Linked DNA regions of Sus scrofa: region 1 is linked to region 2. A link is a contact called in public promoter capture Hi-C data. All regions are on one chromosome and are shown on one strand. The core of a region is the stretch at or near the end of the contact, and the rest is flanking DNA. Distances in the headings are between cores, read along the strand shown.

Region 1 (5,227 bases), core at 569-3,068, 1.0 Mb before region 2:
CTTTTTTTTTTTTTTTTCTGTTAGGTGTCACTGTCCTGTGAACAAACCCATACAATCCCCCTTCTCCCCCCAGTGAAGAATAATAGTTATTCAATAAGCAAATGAAGTTGGATGCTCTAACAGACCATAGTGTGCATACATACAGGTTATAAAAGTAATTGTAAAAACCAAAGGAGACCCAGGAGTTCCCATCATGGCTCAGTGGTGAACGAATCCAACTAGGAACCATGAGGTTGTGGGTTCGGTCCCTAGCCTTGCTCAGTGGGTGGGGGAATCTGGCATTGCCATGAGCTGTGGTGTAGGTCACAGACGAGGCTTGGATCTGGCGTTGCTGTGGCTGTGGTATAGACTGGCAGCTGTAGCTCCGATTAGACCTCTAGCCTGGGAATCTCCATATGCTGCGGGAGCAGCCCTAAAAAAGCCCCCCCCCCCACAAAAAAGACAAAAACAAAACAAAAAAAAAAAAACCAAAAACCCAACAACAAACCAAAGGAGACCCAGTCACAGAATACAGCAAATCAGATTGGAATACGGTGCAGTGGAGCCACGTTGGTTAGGTTCTAAAGACAGCTCTGAGGACAGCTATGGTGTCTAACCAAAATTATGCCTGACAGTAAAATATTACGTTTTTATTTATTTAATTGATTACATTTTGGTCAGTTTCTCTGGTTCGAAATTCAGTTTCTTGAGGTGGCTGACAAAGGTGCCACCAGAACTGTGATTCTGCTTCTCAGCCTATGGTGGGGAAAATCCCTTATTCACCCTTCCCCTAACTTTAGTGTTTCAGGGTAACTTCCCCTTATCTGTGCATAGTAGACATGCTGTACAGGGCTTGGATTCAGTGGGCATGGTTGAATATGAATCCTGAGTTACCCTACCCCGCCCCCTTACCACCTAAAACTACCACAGTCCCTTCTGTATCCAGAGACCAGCAGCAGGGCCACCTGGAAACCTGTAAGAAATGCAGAAGCCCAGGTCCTGGCCCAGACCTGAATCAGACCCTGCATGGAACAAGATCCCCAGATGAGCCTGTGCAGTTCAAAGGAGAGAAGCCCTACTTTATGATCTACTGCAGAGTCAGTCTCTTGCTGTGGACAGACAGAGCTCTGAAAACAGGAAGGTCACAGAAGGCACGATGTGATCTAAGCTTACCTAGTCACGTACTGCTTCCAGTGAGTACTGACCATTTGCCGGCCATTTTATATGTATCTCCCTTCACTTCCGTCAGAATTATCCTGATTTCACAGATGAAGAAACTAGGATTCAGCGTGATAAACAACACATTCCATTACAGGTTTAAGTGTGTATTATTCTATTGTCTTTTCCTGGGGAGGGCGTCCTCAAAGACACTCAAAAGAATGTGGTTTTCCAACCTCTTTTTTTGTCAGAAAAGACACTTGAAAAGGGAAACAAAAAAAGTGAGGATAAGATGCTGCTTTGTGATTAGCTGTTAACCAACCCGGGCTGGGCGCCTACCAGCCGAAACAGGTGATAATCGCTTTTACTTCAGAGGTTTGCAGTGAGGAGCACATGAAGAGTGAATGCAAGGTGCTCAGTGTAGTTATTTTTTAATCAGAGAAAACACTGGAGCACAGAAGTTCTGCAGCGGAAATGAACATCCACCTTCATAGAAACGCAGGGCTTCGCCAAGACGGAGGAAAGGTGACCTCTGCTTTCTCCAGTTTAGTTCCAGTTGAGAGCTGTCACACTATGATCCAGGGAAGCCCTTAAGGACCCAAGAGGAGGATACCGGAAATGCCTAACTTCCGCAGTGCACAGAGGGGGACGCGGTGGCCCGGGGAAGGGGCGTGGCTTACCGGGTCAAACTGCGAATTAGCCGCGAAAGCTCGCGCCGACTGGGTCCCAAACACCCCCTTTCCACCCCCAGCCGCAGTTAGCGTCCGATACCCCCGCGTGTCTGGATTCTTCACCGCCTCCAGGGGGTCCCGGGGGGTCAGGCAGCCGCCTGCCACTCACACTCCCGACGCAGGCCAGCGCTGCGACAGCCTACTGGGCCGACGCTGCCCCTCACAATCATGGCGGCCGGAGAGGGGCGGGCAGCTCGTGCTTAGAGGGAGGGTGTCCGCCCTTCACAATCATGGCGGCATGGAGGGGGCGGGGTCTGGAAGGGCAAATTGGGCTGGCGGTCCCCGAACTAGCTGTCATGTGACTGGGAAGATGGCCACCTTTCCCTGGTAAGGAAGAAGCGGCGGGTGGGCTTCAGGGGCAGGGTCTCTGTCTCAGTGTGTGTCTCTGCGAGGGAGTGTGTGAACTGCTCTCTATGGGGTTTGGTGGCGGCTCCCACCGCACCCCTGGGTTGTCTTGACCTCAGATCCCCCGCCGCTACTTGGCTTCAGAGAAACCCCCTGAACCGGACGGGTGGGATCTTAGTTCTTTCTCCCGCTACCCCTCCCCCGGCCTCCCACTCTCCCTTCTCCATTCATTCCCTAAAAAAACAACTTCCCCAGCTTCTGCTTTTCCAGAAGTCGGCGCGGGTTCTGGGGCGCTGGATGCAGAGAATGGGAGACTTGGCTATTTCCTGAACGACTCGGTTCAGCTGGGGCAGACTTCCTTTTCTCATCTGTAAAAGGGCTGCCGTGCATCCTGCTCTGTGCAGCGCCTTGCAGCGGGCACTGAGGATGCAGAGCCCTCAGACATACTCCTTTGGCTTAAGGGAGCTGAGAGTTTAGTAGGGGCAGGTACCCAGAATAGAAAGATATCCAAAGAAGGCACCGGGACGAGGCACAACCACACCTGGCGCCTTAGGGAAGGCTTGGGAGAGGAAGAGTCTTCAATTGGGTTTTGGAGGATGAACAGAAGCTCATCCCAGTTAGAAGGAGCTAACTAACTGCGGGTGCCAAGGCTGATGTGCCTGTTGGGGCTTTTGTGGCTGGAGTAGCTAGGAGCTGGGTGCTTCAGGCTCCAGCTGTTTCTACCAGCGTGTGAAGAACTGGAGTAAGTTGTGATGGTAGCAGTAGGATTATCTGGCGACGTGAGCTCTCTGCTACATCTCAGGAAGGGAGATTGTATTCTGATCTTTTTCTGCAAGAGATGTGAAGTGGTTTACATTGAACGAATGAGTGAGCAAATGAAAAAATATACAGCCCTAGACTTTAGAAATACATCCTTTTGGTTTTATGTTTGATAAACAGCTGTCTTCCTCATGTTCACTTCACCTGGCTAACCCTTTTAAGAGTCTTCCTTCAAAAACTTTGATACACCAGGTCAGGATTGGATGCCTCCGAGTGTTTGTAAGCCCTGCCCTGAATTTTCTTTGACCCAGTCCTGCAAAGTACCTTTTAGAGAATCACTAAGGCTTAAATGCCAAAACATCTGGCTTCAGCGAACTGATCTGGAATTTTAAAATCAGAAAATCAAGGAAGATGCTGTTTAATTCCAGGACATTTTTACCTTTGGTATTTTTACAGAGAGAGGTACCATAAGCCTTTTAGCACCTGGGGTCTCTACAGTTCCTAGTCTGGCTCTAAACATTTCTGTCTGAGGTCACTCATGTTCATGGTTCAGTTCTCCCACTAGACTTGATGCTCCGTAAAGTTAAAGGGACTGAGTTTTAGGCATGCTTGTATCTCCAGTGTCTGGCATGGAGCTTGGCAGATAGTAGGTGTAGAGTAATATTTATTGAATGAATGAGAAAACTGAAGAGGCCCACAGATAGGTGTGTTTCTGTCATTAAATTTGACATTTATTGAGGCTTTGGTTTGTGCCAGGCACTGTGCTAAGTCCTTGACATGCAACATCTCATCTAATCCTACCTGCCCCATTTTTCAGATGAAGAAACGGAGGCAGTTGCACTAGTTTTACAGCCTGCGAGGTGCTCTGAGGTTTGGCGCTCACACCTCTGATTTAATCATGATTGCCAGCTGGCCCTCCAGTCTAGGTCCTGGGCTGAGGATCCTGGGTTGCAGGGCTCCCAAGTTCTGCTCTGTTGTCGGGGGTCTCCCCAGAATGTGTCCTCTCACGCACACTTTTTTTTTTTTTCTTTTTAAGGGCCACACCTGTGGCATATGGAAGTTCCCAGGTTAGGAGTCAAATTGGAGCTGCAGCTGCTGACCTACACCACAGACACAGCAACGCTGGATCCTTAACCCATTGAGCAAGGTCAGGGGTCGAACCCAAATCCTTACGGACACTGTGTTGGGTTTTTAACCCACTGAGCCACAACGGGAACTCCTCACCCACACTTTTTGTTATCACTAACCTCACATGTGAGGCCCAGTACACCGTGGATCACATTTCCTTTTCAGTCCTGTGGCCATAGCAGTCTTAAAAATATTGCTCTTTGGAGTCAGAATTTCTTTTTTTTCTTTATCTTTTTAGGGCTGCACCTGTGGCATGTGGAGGTTCCCAGGCTAGGGGTTGAATCAGAGCTGTAGCCACTGGCATACGCCACAGCCACAGCAATGCCGGATCCTTAACCCACTGAGTGAGGCCAGGGATCGAACCCTCAACCTCATGGTTCCTAGTCAGATTCATTTCCGCTGCACCATGATGGGAACTCCTGGAGTCAGAATTTCAACATCATTTTCAGACTTTATCGGGGAGGGGGAGTATATTGTGATTGGGGGACGAAAACCTGTGTGGCCAGATGATGTCATTAGTAATTTCAAAAATCACTTGAGAATTCAAAAAGCAGTGGATTTCAATTTCCAATATAAGGAGATTAATTTGGTTAACTGATAAAAGGATTTTTACACATTTATGTTATCAGAGGTTAAAATTTGTGTATCAGTGTGTCAAATTTAAAAAGAGGGCTGTGTCAGCCTTTACTGGGAATTCTGGTGAAATGTGAACCCTGATTCTTAGGTCAGGATGTTTCAGCACTCCCCAGCTTGCTGGTGATCTGCGGCCCACCCTTGGAGTAGCCAAGGGCCAGACCAAGCCAGGAGTAGAGGTATGAAATGTTGACTTTTTTTTTTTTTTTTTTTTTCCTGTGGTGGCTGCCAAGGAGCTGGACCAGTCTTTTGCATTGCTGGGAGCTGGGATTATGGGAATTTTTTTTACCAGCTGTATCAGCTGTGTTGGCAGGAAAAGTAAGGTGTTTTGAGAAAATACCCACTAGAGGTCACTGTTAGCCTTTCCAAAGACCCAGGCACTGCAGAAAATGCTTTTCATTTCTCAAACCAGGGGAAGTGCTAAGGAACGGAGAGCAAATTTGAGGAAATAATGAAAGAAGCAATTGAAAAATCACAATACAGCAATTTGACAT
Region 2 (5,473 bases), core at 2,299-4,798:
TTCCTATTTGCATTCAAGTTGTAATTCAGTAAATCAGTGCTAGACTCAACTCCATCCCCTTCAGCACCCCCAGGACTGCCCAGAATCTATTCAAATTACTTTTGGGGGGGTGCTTTTTGGGGCCCCACCTGGCCCCAAAAAGGAAGTTCTTTGGCTAAGGGGTAAGTTCTTGGGTTAGGGGACAAAATCAGAGCTGCACCTGCTGGCCTACACCACAGCAATGCCAGATTTCTTAACCCACTGAGTGAGTGAGGGATGCCAGTGATCAAATGAACCAGCATCCTCCTGGATACTAGTCAGGTTAGTAACCTGCTGCACCACAACGGGAACTCCCTATTCAAGTTACTTCTGATAATTAATCTACCCACTAGTGAAGTACTAAAACAGGTGGCAAGAACTCAATTTCTGATTCATTTTTCCCAAACATTAGAAGGTTTCATTTAGCATTTCTAATACTAACTTTACGACAAATAGCCCAAGCAACATCTAAGTCTCGCAACTGCCCGGTTCAAAGGGCCAATTCACTCCATGAACACACTAGTCACTGTTGCCGAGTTCAAAAGAAGAAAACGGCATAGTCTTTCTGTTTTGGCCCACTGTGACATGGCTAAAGAGGGCCAAATCAAGGAGTCCTGACCAGGCCTCTCAAGTGGACAATCTGGTCAAGGTGAGGCCACAAAGCAGCTAACACTGGAAATGAATGGCCCCAACAGAAGGCAAAAGTAGGTTACATCACTTGATTATATGCCAGCCCCAGAGATGCCAACAGAGTGGGACTGTGCCCGCAATGGTCATTTATCTAATGTAATCCATGATGTCAACTTTCAGCACCAACCTACACCTCAGCTGAGTGTTATTTATTAGTCATCAGGCAGACCAGACAAAAGCGGGAAGATTGCAACATAAAATCCGCCTAGAAAAAACAACTTCAAACTTAGATCCTGACGACCACCTCTGAAGACCAACAGGGTCATATTATTACCACTTGCCCAACCTTCAACCCTAAATTCATACACAGCTGGAAGCAAAGGAGGATTTATATACTAAAAACACATCTGGGGTACTCATTATGCAATTTTTAAAAGTTTATAAGACAAAATCCTGTAAAGAAAAGGCATGCTCTCAAACATCTCACTGAATTCTTTCTTCCCTTTTTTTTTTTTTTTTTTTTTTTTTTTTTTGTCTTTGTAGGGCTGCACCCATGGCATACAGAGGTTCCCAGGCTAGAGGTAGAATCAGAGCTGCAGCTGCCGGCCTACACCACAGCCACAGCAATGCCAGATCCAAGCCGCATCAGCAACCTACACCACAGCTCATGGCAAGGCCAGATCCTTAACCCACTGAGCAAGGCCAGCGATGGAACCTGTGTCCTCATGGATGCTAGTCAGATTCATTTCCACTGAGCCATGACAGGAACTTCATCTCACTGATTTTTTAACACATGGCTTGAGATCCATCTGCCAAAAAAGTTCCAGATGACCACTGCCTCCTCCTCTCCCACTCTCAGCAGGGTGACTTTTTTTTTTTTTTAAATATAATAGGCCAAGTATACCCTCAAAGTAGTATGTGGTAAGACTCTAGGAAAGGCAACAGAATTAAAACGGAGCATCATTTTACAATTCCTTCTCCTTCTTACTCTTATTTTGCCTACCTATTTATGAGCCTATTTCCACCTCTCTGACCTAGAATCTTTTCACTCTCCTCTCTCCCCTAACCCATCTTCCCTCATCTCCTTTCCGCCTACCTCTTTTTTCCTCCCTGAAACTTGCCAAACTCACTCCAGACAGTTTCTGCACTAGCTACTCCTTGAACTTGGAAGGCTCCTCCCCTATCTCTGCATAATGGGCTCCTTTTCATTCGAAGCTCAGCTTAAGCGTCACCTCCTCCGAAAGGTCTCCGACTATATCTCAATCAGACACTTTCTATCACATCACTCTTGTTTCCTTCAGCACTTATCAAAATCTCATTTGCTTATTTATCTGTCCCCACACCACCTCCACTCTAACCTAAGCTCCAGGGCAGCGTGGACCTTACTGCTGTGTTCACCTTCACAGACCCATTGCCTGAAATAATAGCTAGCAATTAGTAGCCAGTCAAGAAAAGTTTGTTGATTGAATGAATTTTGGAGTTTTTAGTCAATGATTCCAATTCAGCTAAAATGAGAAAAGTAGTCATTTTTTTCTTCTGTTACATTTCTGTGAAACATCTAAACATGCCATTACTTGTACAATCAAAGCATTAAATATTCTGTTTTATCAGGCTTGAAAGCCCCGATGAGTAGAATGGAACCCATGTTATGATAATTTGTCTAGCAATAAGCATATAAATTCAGTTGCAGAGGAACAGGATTTATGGACTTTTTCTAATCAAATGATCCCTAAAATTTGGGCACCAACTCTTCAAGTTCTTCAGAAAACACAGCTCCAGATTCAACAAAGAATTTATTTCCAAATTTATAATCCAAAAAAGATTTCCAAAGAAAATATCAACACCAAAATAGGAATCATCACACTTCACTCTGAAATCCCTACAAAAGGCTAAAGTAGCACTACATTTTTTTCCCCCTTAAACCAACAGAATATCAACGGAGATCTTCTTCTTCAATCATTCTTTGCAATTTTCAAATGATTTTTTTACATCCCTTATTGGTTTACCTTCTTCCTTAAAACAAAACTAAACAAGTCACAATGTCTTATTTAACGCCACTTATATACAAACATTCAGCTAAATAAATAAGATGGAAATCAGTACAAGCCAAATGTGTCATCGAAGACTTGTGTGCCAGACACACAAGTGGAGAGAAAGATAAAAGAGCTATTGTCAAATTGTAGAAACAAAAAAGTACATGGGGTTTTCTCTTCTCCAAAGTGCATTATGAAGTGTGGGTGGAGAAAAACACAGAAATCCAGAATTAGCCTAAGATCAAAACATTCTGGAAAGAGTTGACAACATTTAAATTCCTCACATATAAAGTATTCAGAGGAAGAGACCTTGATTCCTGGACTATGATGCCATTCAGGAATCCCTGCAAGGCTTTGGAATTCCAGTATTCTTAGGAGAAAATGCTTATCTTAATCGGGAGCGACCGGGCATTGAGAAGTACTCCCAAAGAGACACAGCTTGTAACTGAAGTATTACAAAGCTTGAAGTTAAGATCTGGGATAGAAGCAGAACACCAAATTCAAAAGAAGGTACCAAGACGAAAGGGAAAAAGAAAAAGAAAAAAACACGATTACTACTTAGCCACGGAGAATTAAAGTGGAAAGGAGGGGTATGCATGGGGGAGGATGGGGGTGGGGGAGAATAGAAAAAAACAATACATTTGTCACCCTGTCCCACTTCCTATACAGGATACAGGCAAAGCTTCCAGCCCCATTACCTCAGGCACAGATGGTTATCGTTTACAGCAAAGGTGCATAGGAAGGCCTCCAGGTCTGAGCCCCTTAATTCCAGGGCTGTTAATGATTAAAGAGAAGGATGGGGGTGGGGAGGGAAATGAGGGCGGAGGAGCTGGAGATTCACCCACCACCTCCTGCTTGGGCTCCTACCTCACTGCACTTACCAGGGGCAGAAGACTAGAGTTTGCACTCCCTCCAGGGCAGCTCCGGCCCCCAGAGCCCCAGGCCTTGGGTGGCGGGTGGGGGGTGCCGGCGGTGGAGGGGCAGAGACAGTAGGTAAGTTTTCTGAGCCTGGGGCTGACACGCCACAGGGCCCCCTCACAGCGTCTTCCTCCAGCGGGACCAGTCCAGACAAGGCGCCGATTTCCACTCCTCCCCTTCTACCCCCCTTTCTCGAAGGTACCCAAACCCCCGCCCCTTCATCTCCCAAAGCCTCCCCTTTTCCTCATACACCCCCCAACCCCCAAACTCACAGCTGCTCCAGAGGTTCCTCCAGTCAAACCCTTTCTGGAAACGACGGCGGCCCGGCAGGTCCAAACCACCTACCATCCCCGCTCGCGTCTTCAAGCACCCTACCCCCACCGCCGCCGCCGCCTCTTCTTCCACCACTGCCGCCGCCTCCTCTTCATCTGCGGCCCACCGGCGGCGGCCGCCCCGAAACCCCGCCCCCTCCATCGCCTCCTGCATCATCACTTCCGGTAACCCCGCGGGCCGCCCGCTCCGGGAGGCGGAATAGGAGAAGGGCGGGGAGGGAACGAGGGGCAGGTTGCGTCACGACGTACGCAAAGACGTACGAAGCCGTCGCCAAGTAAGGGCAAAGACCTAGCGACGCGGAGGGAGGGCTAGGAGGAGATGGACTGGCCCATTTTCGGGGGGGGGGCTGGAATCCGGGGGAGAGGAGAGCGGAAGGGGGAAAGGAAAAATAAGAAAAGGTTGAACTTGGCTATAATTGTTGCGAATACGGTGGAGGGTGGTCTAGAGTGTGACGTTTAAGGAAGGCTCTAGCCTACCCCCGACCTGGTACGAATGCTCCCACGGAGGTTCGTCTGGTGGTTTGGTCTGGCCTGGCCTACCGGACCTGCTTAAGCTCTGTCGACCACGGCTCAGCTGGGCTCCCGGCGCCGCCTCCTCCCAGTCTGCCGTAGGCTGCGGCGCTTCTGTGGGTGGGGGAAGGCTGGACTGACGCAGAGTGAGTGTAGAGAATGGAGACGCTGACTCCTGGCGCGGGAGACTGGGGGAAGGGGTTGGCTCCCAAGGGGCAGGGATGGGTGAGGGTGGGGGGTGCGACGTTGCTAGGAGACGAGCCTGTGTGACCCCAGCCTCGCGAGGGCGGCTCGGTGTCCCCGCTGCTGGCGTGGGGAACCTGCCAAGGGAAGTGGCTCCAGGGCCAGGAAGGGGAAGCCTGGTTTGGGAATGCTGAAAATGCTGGTTTGGGGACCATCTGGGATGTCTGAAACCTTTGGATTCCCGAATGTCAATGGGAGATTAGTAGGGGCAAATTAGTAGGGCGAGGGAGGAAGGTTGACAGGACACCGATACTTTCTAAGATAATGAGAACTAGCTTCTTAGTGCAAAAGGCGTTGGTCTGTGATTCGAGTCTGGGAGAAAGTTAAAAAGTAAATCAATAAAAAATATCAGCAAGTGAGGAATGCCCCAAAGATAGTAATATCAGATGAAGTGGTAGAAGATGGGGTGAGGGCCACTTTAAATCCATAAAGCTACTCAGAGGAGGCTGAGTTTTGCAGAAATCCGAGAAAAGAAGGAAGGTAGGGAATGAGCTTTCTAGGTGGTGAAAAGAGCCAATGGGCAGGGATCTGAGGAAAGAAGGGAAGAAGGCCAGGTGCTTGGAGTAGGAAGGAATAAAAGCAAGAGCCAGGCAGAGTGGTCTGTGATGGAGAAGTGGCAGGGCTTGATCTAGTCTAGTCTTTTAGCCCACGGTGAGGGTTCGGCTGCTACTACATTACTGGAGGGTTTTAAGAAGGAGTGACCAAATCTGATTTATATTTTTAGCAAATCATTCTTGGCTATTGGATAGAGAAGGGTAGAAGTAGTCAGACCTGTTATGAGGCTGTTGC

The links. Promoter capture Hi-C pulls out the DNA fragments that hold promoters and counts their contacts.
Region 1: a promoter capture Hi-C map of liver shows a contact between it and region 2, with 13 times the contacts expected there. The contact joins the promoter of C3H16orf62 here to the promoter of LYRM1 in region 2. A contact is called at or near these places in 1 of 5 promoter capture datasets (liver) and 1 of 2 datasets of contacts at active chromatin or transcription factors (alveolar macrophages).

What each region holds. Positions count from the first base shown.
Region 1 is chr3:26,153,928-26,159,154 of Sscrofa11.1, reverse strand. C3H16orf62 (UPF0505 protein C16orf62 homolog) reads left to right here and starts at 1,818. Exons shown (of 31, transcript XM_021086527.1): 1 at 1,818-2,195. The coding sequence starts at 2,107.
Region 2 is chr3:25,150,087-25,155,559 of Sscrofa11.1, reverse strand. It overlaps LYRM1 (LYR motif-containing protein 1), which reads left to right and starts at 3,548. Exons shown (of 4, transcript XM_021086518.1): 1 at 3,548-3,674. It overlaps DCUN1D3 (DCN1-like protein 3), which reads right to left and starts at 4,059. Exons shown (of 4, transcript XM_021086516.1): 1 at 3,872-4,059.